2 separate regions of the Danio rerio genome follow, and region 1 is linked to region 2. The links are chromatin contacts, called in public Hi-C maps. All regions are on one chromosome and are shown on one strand. The core of a region is the stretch at or near the end of the contact, and the rest is flanking DNA. Distances in the headings are between cores, read along the strand shown.

Region 1 (4,535 bases), core at 1,825-4,324, 300 kb before region 2:
CAGACATGTTTTGGAGAGAAGAGTTAGCCAAAAGTACATCTGACAAAAACTATCCTGATCTGTTAAGAGATTGCTCTTCACCATGCTTTGGTTAAAACTGCACTTGTGTAAAAACTAACATTATTTTTTGGAGCGATACAAGAGTTTAATGGTGGAAATGCCACGTGAGGGTCTAAGGGACAGTGCTTCACAAGAAGCAGAGTGCTTTGTGTTAAAACCACCCGTGGTGTTGAAAAACTTACATTTACCACTAAATCACTTGACTGAGGCTCATCTGAATTTGAACGAGAACACACACACACACACACACACACACACACACACACACACACACACTAAATGCTTTTTTCGCACAGTACACTCCAACATATATTTGCACTTGGTTGTTCAAATAAAGTTTCAATCAGCAAATGTTCCTAAAATATGCATCAAAAAGCTACATGCCTGAATTTACACCTGGCATCAGGTTAGTCTCAACATCGTTTTCCAAAACAAACACATTCCTGACCTTCTTTACCCAGAAAAATACCCACAGAGGGCTCAACACCAGCCTGCCATGCAATCCACACATTTATCAAAATAACATTCGAAAGACCTCCAAAAGTCAGGTATGTAGTCTTTATGAACCTGAAGAACAACATAAAACAATCACTTAACAGAAAATTAGTGATGTATCACTTAAAATCCTGAACTTTACACTAGTCTGGTGTGAGCCGTTAGAAATAGAGTGTTAAAACTATCGGCTGAGGTGTAGCTATTGCCGCTTGCAGCTGCTTGACGGCCATGCAAATAACTAAATTACCCACTTTACTGTCATTTTCATGCCCTCCCTGAACAATCTGCCTTATTCTTTGTCAACTTCATGAATTATCACTTTAACTCGAAGCACATAACATCATTCAATCACTCTATTCATCTCACACACAAGCAGATGAAATGGAAATTGTATTCATCACTTTATGCTTATGTTCATCTACACATGTCACATTTCAATTAGCAGGGAATCTGTTTATCATAAGAGGCAATATATCAGTAAACGGACATTGTAAACGCACAAAAGTAAAGCACTGAGTTTTAAAAAAAAGTGTTTTCAGCGTGGAATGTAACATAGTTCAATAAAAAATAATCTTAACACAAAAAAAATGTGTGTGGAAATAAACAAAATATTCTATGTAAGCATTCTTTCATAAACAATTTCAAAAGCTCTTTTATGTGCTTTTAAATGCTGTCAGTAATTATGTAGATGAAATAATTACAATGATTAAACAAATTAAAATTATTAGAAACATTTTGACATCAAAGTAAATAATATAACGCTATTTCTTAGACTTAACAAATGTGATTTAATAAATGTTTGCACTAAGTTGTAAATGCTAAAAGTGAATTAAGCCATTCACTTATATATGAGATTTAAATTAATTGTGTCAAAAGCTCCATCAATCAGTTCTTAATAACATGAGATTTACATACACACTGCCAGATTATGAGGATGATGATGATGTATATTTTTGGTTTTGCAGAAAAAGACTGAATAGGGATAAGTCAAGAAGAGTGCGATTTAACAGTACACTTGGTTCAACTCGTGAGCTGTAGTTCCCTCTGCAGATTCACTTTATGCCCCGTACTCAAATGTTGAAATTGTTGCAAGTTTAGTTTTATTATTTTATTTTAGAGATTTTAAGCTGAAATATCGCTGATTTAATTACGAAACGAATACAAAATCATGAAAAACTGTGTAAATAATTAAAAACAAAAGTTAATCTTGCTCATTCATTTGTAAATGAAACTCAAAATAAAAGTATTATGTTTTTAAAGTTTGTCATCAACCTGTCTGTTAATTACTAAAGTGAAGCAAAACTGACTAATGAAAATAAAATATTTAATTATGATACGTTCTTTTGACGTAAGTAATGAGGTAAATAACGTTCGTCCCTTTTTTGGGGAAATCTGCTTTTGCGCCAATACTAACTTTACTAATGTCATTGTATTTCGCGGTAATCAATACACTTAAATTAGTGATTATAAATAATTATGAATGCCGAGTTAATGTATTTAAAGTATTTTATGCGTTGCATCTTTATGTTATATTATCTTAATAACACACCGGTACAAATGACACTAAAACAACTATAAATAATTTCAATATGTCCCTTGGATTTTTTTGGTTTTAACAAACGTTATAATTTTAAAAAGTCGGTTTTAAAAATCGGTTTATTTGATAAAAATGAAAACTTACGGATTGTTATGAGTTATTTACATAAGATCTGCTCTCTGTTTCCTGAGGGCCTGTTAAAAACAATCAGCAACTCGGAGAATTAGGGGAAAATTGCTTGAAGGTATATTATTAAAATAAAAAACGTGATTAGACTTTTTAAACTTGTATATTTACATGCAGTTTATTGTCTTGAATTATTTATCATGAGAGTTTTGTACGGCCATCTGATTTCTACATTTCTGTAAGTGAAGCATGGCATTCTTCAAAAGAAAGCAAATGCAAAATAGCACCGATTTATCTCAAACTATTTTATTTGATCTGTCAAAAAAGTCATCTTATAGTTTAGATCAAAAGTAAGGGCAGGCGATAGCCTATTTTCAAACGCAGATGCATGTTTATTAAACTTGTTTGAATCGCTATGTTTTGTTAACTTTATCCAAACTGCTTTTGCGTTCTTATGTATTGTTATAGTGAAGTTTGCGGGTAACTAAATCATAATGATTTATGATTCTCTCGTGAAGAATAAATGCACGCTTTCGTCCCCGGTTTAAAAGTGTCACGTAAAAAAGTTGCATTGTTCCAATGCGAGCTTTAGTATCCCATTTGGCGAAATATCTAAGAAAAAAACTATGACTGTAACATTTATTTCTATTGATCTGAATAAATGTGTGTGATAACACGTCCGTGCATTCAAATGTGGAATACACATTAGGCTAATATTAAAAACGCTGAATCGCGCGAGGAGCAAAGAAGTAAAGAAAAAGAAGTAAAAAAGTGTATATGAACCTGTTAGGATATTGTGAAGAACTCTACTTTCACTCTACGGCTGGACCATGTGGATGTGTCGCTCCAGCTCTCGTGAATGTCCCAGTGATTCCAGAAACCTTCAGAAGAGCAACGCAAAAAGGAAAAAAAAATCCTGTTCTATGAGTGATGTCTTCAGACCATTACTTTAAACGACAACTGTCTTTATTAGTCTTCTTTTCCTTTTTACTGGCTTCCTCTCCCTCAGACTGGTCACTCAGTAGGGTGATAAGTGGAAACAATAATCGTGCACTAGCTCAAAGGCTGCATGGTCACAGCGCTCCTCAAAGTTCATGAAGAACAAGCACGCGGCTCTTTACGCCTCCTCGTCGCTTCAGGTCTTCTCTCTTCCTCTCTGTTAGTCACACGGTGAGTTTTCCTAAAGTCCCAATAATGCTTCTCGCTGGAGTTTTTGGCATCTCGTCTGTTCCTCGCTCATTCGCAGAGAAATCAGTGTTGAATTACTCCGCTTGTGTCTTGTGTTGGCGATGTGTTAGGGGACAGTTTGCTCTACCGTAATGCGTCTAGAACAGGCGCGCTGCGCACATCTGCGCTGCCGCTCTGATTGAACACAATACAAAAGCTCGCGCGCTCCGGGTGCTGATCTCTTCACCTGCGCGCGCATCGCGGGTTTAGTTGGGCCATTGTGGCCGCGGACGAGCAACAGATGTTAGTCAAAGGACAGCCTCACCATGGGAACCGTTACCTACTCCACATCTCTACTCTTTAGGAAATAACAAGTCCGATCTTGCAACACATTTGGTTTTGCTGTCGATAAGTGTTTATTATAATTGTTGTGAAATGCGAATATTTAAACATTTCTACAACAACAACAACAACAACAACAACAACAACAACATTAGCAATAATAATTTAGTAATCTGGTATAGCAGTTGTATTTGAAAAAGTTGCATTGTATTTCATCATCATAATAAGCATAATCAAGACAAAATATTCTAGACAAAATCTAGATAATGTTGAATAGTACACTGATATATGTTTTAATAGTTTGATAGTTAAGAAATACTGTTTTAATTAGTATACTGTACCATTATCATAATTAAATTATGAATATATCATAATTTGACTATTAATAAATAACATTATAATAAACAACTAATAACAATACTGTATTATTATTAATATGAGTATTAATAATGATAATAATAATAATAATAATTTAGAAGTAGTATGGCAGTAGTAGTACAAAAGTTGTATTTGTAAATTTTTATTGCATTTCATCATCATCATCATCATCATCATCATCATCATCGTCATCATCATCAACAAAAATATGCAAGACTCAAATAAATAACATTACTATACTTTATCATCATCATCAACATCAAATTATGTATACCTATTAATTAAATTAATTATCGAGTAATAACATCACAATAACAAAACAATTAATAACAATACTCCATTACATATATTAATATATCATATAATATAATATATACCAACAACAACAACAACAATAACAAAAATAATAATAATAATAATAATAATTATT
Region 2 (3,920 bases), core at 1,418-3,917:
GACTTTATTTTCACAGCGTGCTCAGGCTGTTTACATATCTGTCACTAGCTGTACCTGGTGCTGCCAGTGGTCCATAAACACACTTTACCTTCCCTCTTTCTCTCTCTCTCTCCATTGCGCTTTTCTTTCTTGCATACATGCACACACACAGCCCATCTCTCCCTCCATCCCTGCTTTTTAGGACTGCAAACATTTTAAATAACTCGATCAGGCCTAAAACAAATAGAGGTGGAATTGCTACCCCATGTCACATCTGTGTTCTGTTACTGGTGACAGGAAAACGGAGGGGAAAAGGCGGCTGCTCTTGAAAGGCTGCCACTTTAAGGAGAACTTTTCAAAAACACCATTGACCACGCACGCAATTACAGCCAATATGCAATGTCGGCAATGTCATTTTACCCATAAATAAAAACATTTTGCTTGGGTCCCTCAGGTATGGAGCAAGAGGAACTTTCAAAACGGAAGATATTCACTTTTTTCCCGCATATGATTTACTGAGTTTCAAATGATGGGGTTGTACTTCCAGAACTACTAATGGAAGAATTGAAACAAATTGTTTTAAATGGTAAAGTCATGTTTTTTTTTTTTTTTTAATAATACATATATTGGAGAAACATTTGGAATTACCATGTTTCAAAGCAAGGATGGGTGAATTGTTTTAAGTAATTCAGCTTGAGAAGAAATGTTCCCTGAACTGAAATCTCAACAACAATTTTAAACTTATGACAACCTTTTATGGATTTCCTTGAAATTTCTTAGTGTTTTGTCAATGTTTTCAATGTAACAACTGAACACTCTATGATTGTCTACACTGTAAACAATTTCTGCTAATTAACAGTTTCCATATTTTGTGCTTTCCATCTATTTACGGTTGTTAATTTCATTATGGGAGCTAGATCTCTGATCTGTCTACTTTAAATGTTGAAAATTCAACTCACAGTTTAACAAAGTGACTTTTATTGACATTTTGGTTGTTTAAAATAATATAATGTATAGGAAATAATATGTAAATAAATCTGTTTAATAATATTGAGAAATAAGTCTGTAAAATAAAAGAATTTACCAGCATTTTATAACAAGGTTTTTGCAGCATAATAAAACCCCAATCCTGACAATATATCACTTTAAAATAATAAAAATGTTCATGAAAGTCACTTTTTCAAAAAAAAATGTTATTGTTAAAAGTTGTAAGATAAAAGACCAAGGTCTCATAATGCAATTCAAAAGCACAAATAATGAAAACATGAATCAAAAATATTAGAAAACCTAATTTACGAATGTTTTTTACAGTGTACCTGGTTGTTTTATTTATTTGGGTATTTTCTGCTTTATTGTTGGGGTTACAATGTTTATACAATAGGTTTATTTGTAATGTATTTAAGAAAAAAGAAAAAATCTTAAATAAAATTAATGATCAGCAATATGTTTTATATTTGAGATCAACATGAATGTGTTTTACAAGAGTCATGCTAATAAAGAAAGTTGCATTAATTTGATCTAAAACCCAAAAACTTTTTTTATATATTATTATAGTTATAACAGCGGTTTTCTTTTTAAATGTAGCTCAAAATGTAATTTATTCCCATGATTTAAAGCTGAATTTTCAACATCATTACTCCAGTCTTCAACGTCAATCATTCTAAAATGAAGATCTATTACTTAAAAACTTTTTATACTTTCATTGTTGGCCTGCTGCTTCTTTTTTTTTTGTGATACTCTATCATTCAAAAATAAAACACAATAAGCATTTACTTCTAAGACTCATTCCAGTGTAAAAAAAAAAACACATAAAAAATGATATAAATAAATGTTGTTATTTTGAACTTTCTTTTAATCAAAGCATCATTAAATAAATAAATGATTAAATTGATCAGTTTTCACAAAATTATGAACCAGAAAAAAATTATAAACAGTTAATTATACAAAAAACTAAACAAATTATTAATGAGTGACTGCCAATAATTTTATAATCAGAACGGCAAATCAGAATATTATTATTATAGTGATTTCTGCTGTACAGTGTTAGGAAATGTAGGGTTCTTTACCAATTCATTAATGTTGTCCCAAAACAAATTAAGTAAATGTAACAAATTTGGTGGACTGAACATTAAACAATTAAGTTGTCCCAAAAAAAATCTCAAGAAGTGTGTTGTTTCAGCTCATTTTAAAAAAGTAGTTTGAACATATATCATATGTAATTGACTAATACTAATTGCCTTGAGTATAGTATATTTGAGTATATATTTGAGTATATTATTGAGTATATTAATACTCAATAAATGAAATGTGAGAAGAATAATGGCAACTTACTATACCCCTTTTTTTTAAAACACTTCATTAATTGTTTAAAGTTTAACGAAAGTCATGGCCATAATAAACGCAAAGCACGATGGTAAATGGTGGAAAGAAGATATGGCATTGAATGAACAGAGCGTTCATTTTGATCAAACTGATCAACAAGTAAAGCGCAGCAATATGGTGCACTGGCTCTCAGCATATGTGTGTGTGTGTGTGTGTGTGTGTGTGTGTGTGTGTGTGTGTGTGTGTGTGTGTGTGTGTGTGTGTGTGTGTGTGTGTGTGTGTGTGTGTGTGTGTGTGTGTGTGTGTGTGAGTATGCGCCGTGCTCTCTGACACTCTGAATCATTGGCCAGATGTAGTTTGGTCTTACACACCCGGCTGGGACTATAAGGATGAGCGAGGCTTGACCTGGCTGACTCCTCTCTGCTGGACCTCGACAGAGAGAAAGCTTCTGGACAGGACTGCTCTGAAGAGACTTATTTCTGCATGATGGAAAAAATACTCTGATTGACATGGCCGAAAATATCTATTGTTTAGGTTGGTTGGTGTTTAATTAAAATGACAACTTCCTTGATTATTTTGATGGAGAGTAACATGCTAAAATAAGGCCTATGATACATTTAAAATTCATTTTTCATGCTGTTGGACACATTTCAATCCATACATTATACAACTGAAGGAAAAATTATTAGCCCATATTCTTTTTCAAATATCTCATTATCTTTAGGTGTTGTTTAACTGAGCAAGGGAATTTTTAAATTATTTACAATATTTTTTTTTCTTCTTATAATTCATTCATTGATTCATTATTTTCCTTTGGCTAAGTATATTTATTCATCAGAGGTCGCCACAGTGGATTGAACCGCCAACTTATCCAGGAAATGTTTACATAGATAATGCCCTTCCAGCTGCAATCCTGTACTGGGAAAAACGCATACACACTCATTCACACATATAAACTACGCCTACTTTAATTTATTTAATTCACCTATAGCGCATGTCTTTGAACTGGGGAAACCGGAACACCCGGAGGAAACCCACCAACACGGGTAGAACATGCAAACCGAAATGCTAGCTGACCCAGCTGGGACTCAACCATTTTTTTCTCAACCTTTCTTTCTCGACCTTCTTGTTGTGCAGTGACAGTGCACCCTTTTTTATTATTTCTTGTCTTTTTTATCTGTTTTTATAGAATTTTTGTGGTCAATATTAAAAGCTCCCTTAAGAAATTTTTTTTTTAATTATTTTTCGAAAAGTAATTATTTTATTTTTCTGCCTATAGTTTATTTAATTAATTAACTTAGTAAAACTTTTAAATTGCACTCTAAGCTAAATACCAGTAAGTTTCAACATAACTAGACAAATATTATGTACTGTGGCAAAGACAAAATTATTTGAAATTAATTATTCAAATTGTTACATTTTAAAATGCATAAGGAAATAAATCTTCTCTTAAACATCACTAGGGAAAATAACTTCCACAGGAGGGCTTACATTTTTTCCTTCATCTGTACTTACAGGATTTTACAATACTAACAACCAATTATACCAGGCCCATAGCCAGGGGGGTTGGGGGGTTTAGAAGACCCACCCCTCACTGACAAAGGTCCAGAATTTTATTT

Evidence for each region. A called contact is a pair of places that touch in the nucleus more often than the background predicts.
Region 1: a contact with region 2 is called in a Hi-C map of hematopoietic stem cells, with 2.9 times the contacts expected there. The contact joins the promoter of foxp4 here to the enhancer-like site in region 2. A contact is called at or near these places in 3 of 18 Hi-C or Micro-C datasets (caudal fin, fibroblasts and hematopoietic stem cells) and 1 of 4 datasets of contacts at active chromatin or transcription factors (caudal fin).

Annotation. Positions count from the first base shown.
Region 1 is chr11:24,021,624-24,026,158 of GRCz12tu, reverse strand. foxp4 (forkhead box P4) reads right to left here and starts at 3,074. Exons shown (of 18, transcript NM_001199491.1): 1 at 3,002-3,074.
Region 2 is chr11:23,719,053-23,722,972 of GRCz12tu, reverse strand. It overlaps a transcript of foxp4 not described here. Among named protein-coding and RNA genes, the nearest start is that of zgc:101564, 37 kb to the right of the region's middle. Within about 2 kb of position 2,667, at least 3 of the 62 cell types and tissues checked have an H3K27ac peak or open chromatin away from gene starts, as enhancers often do.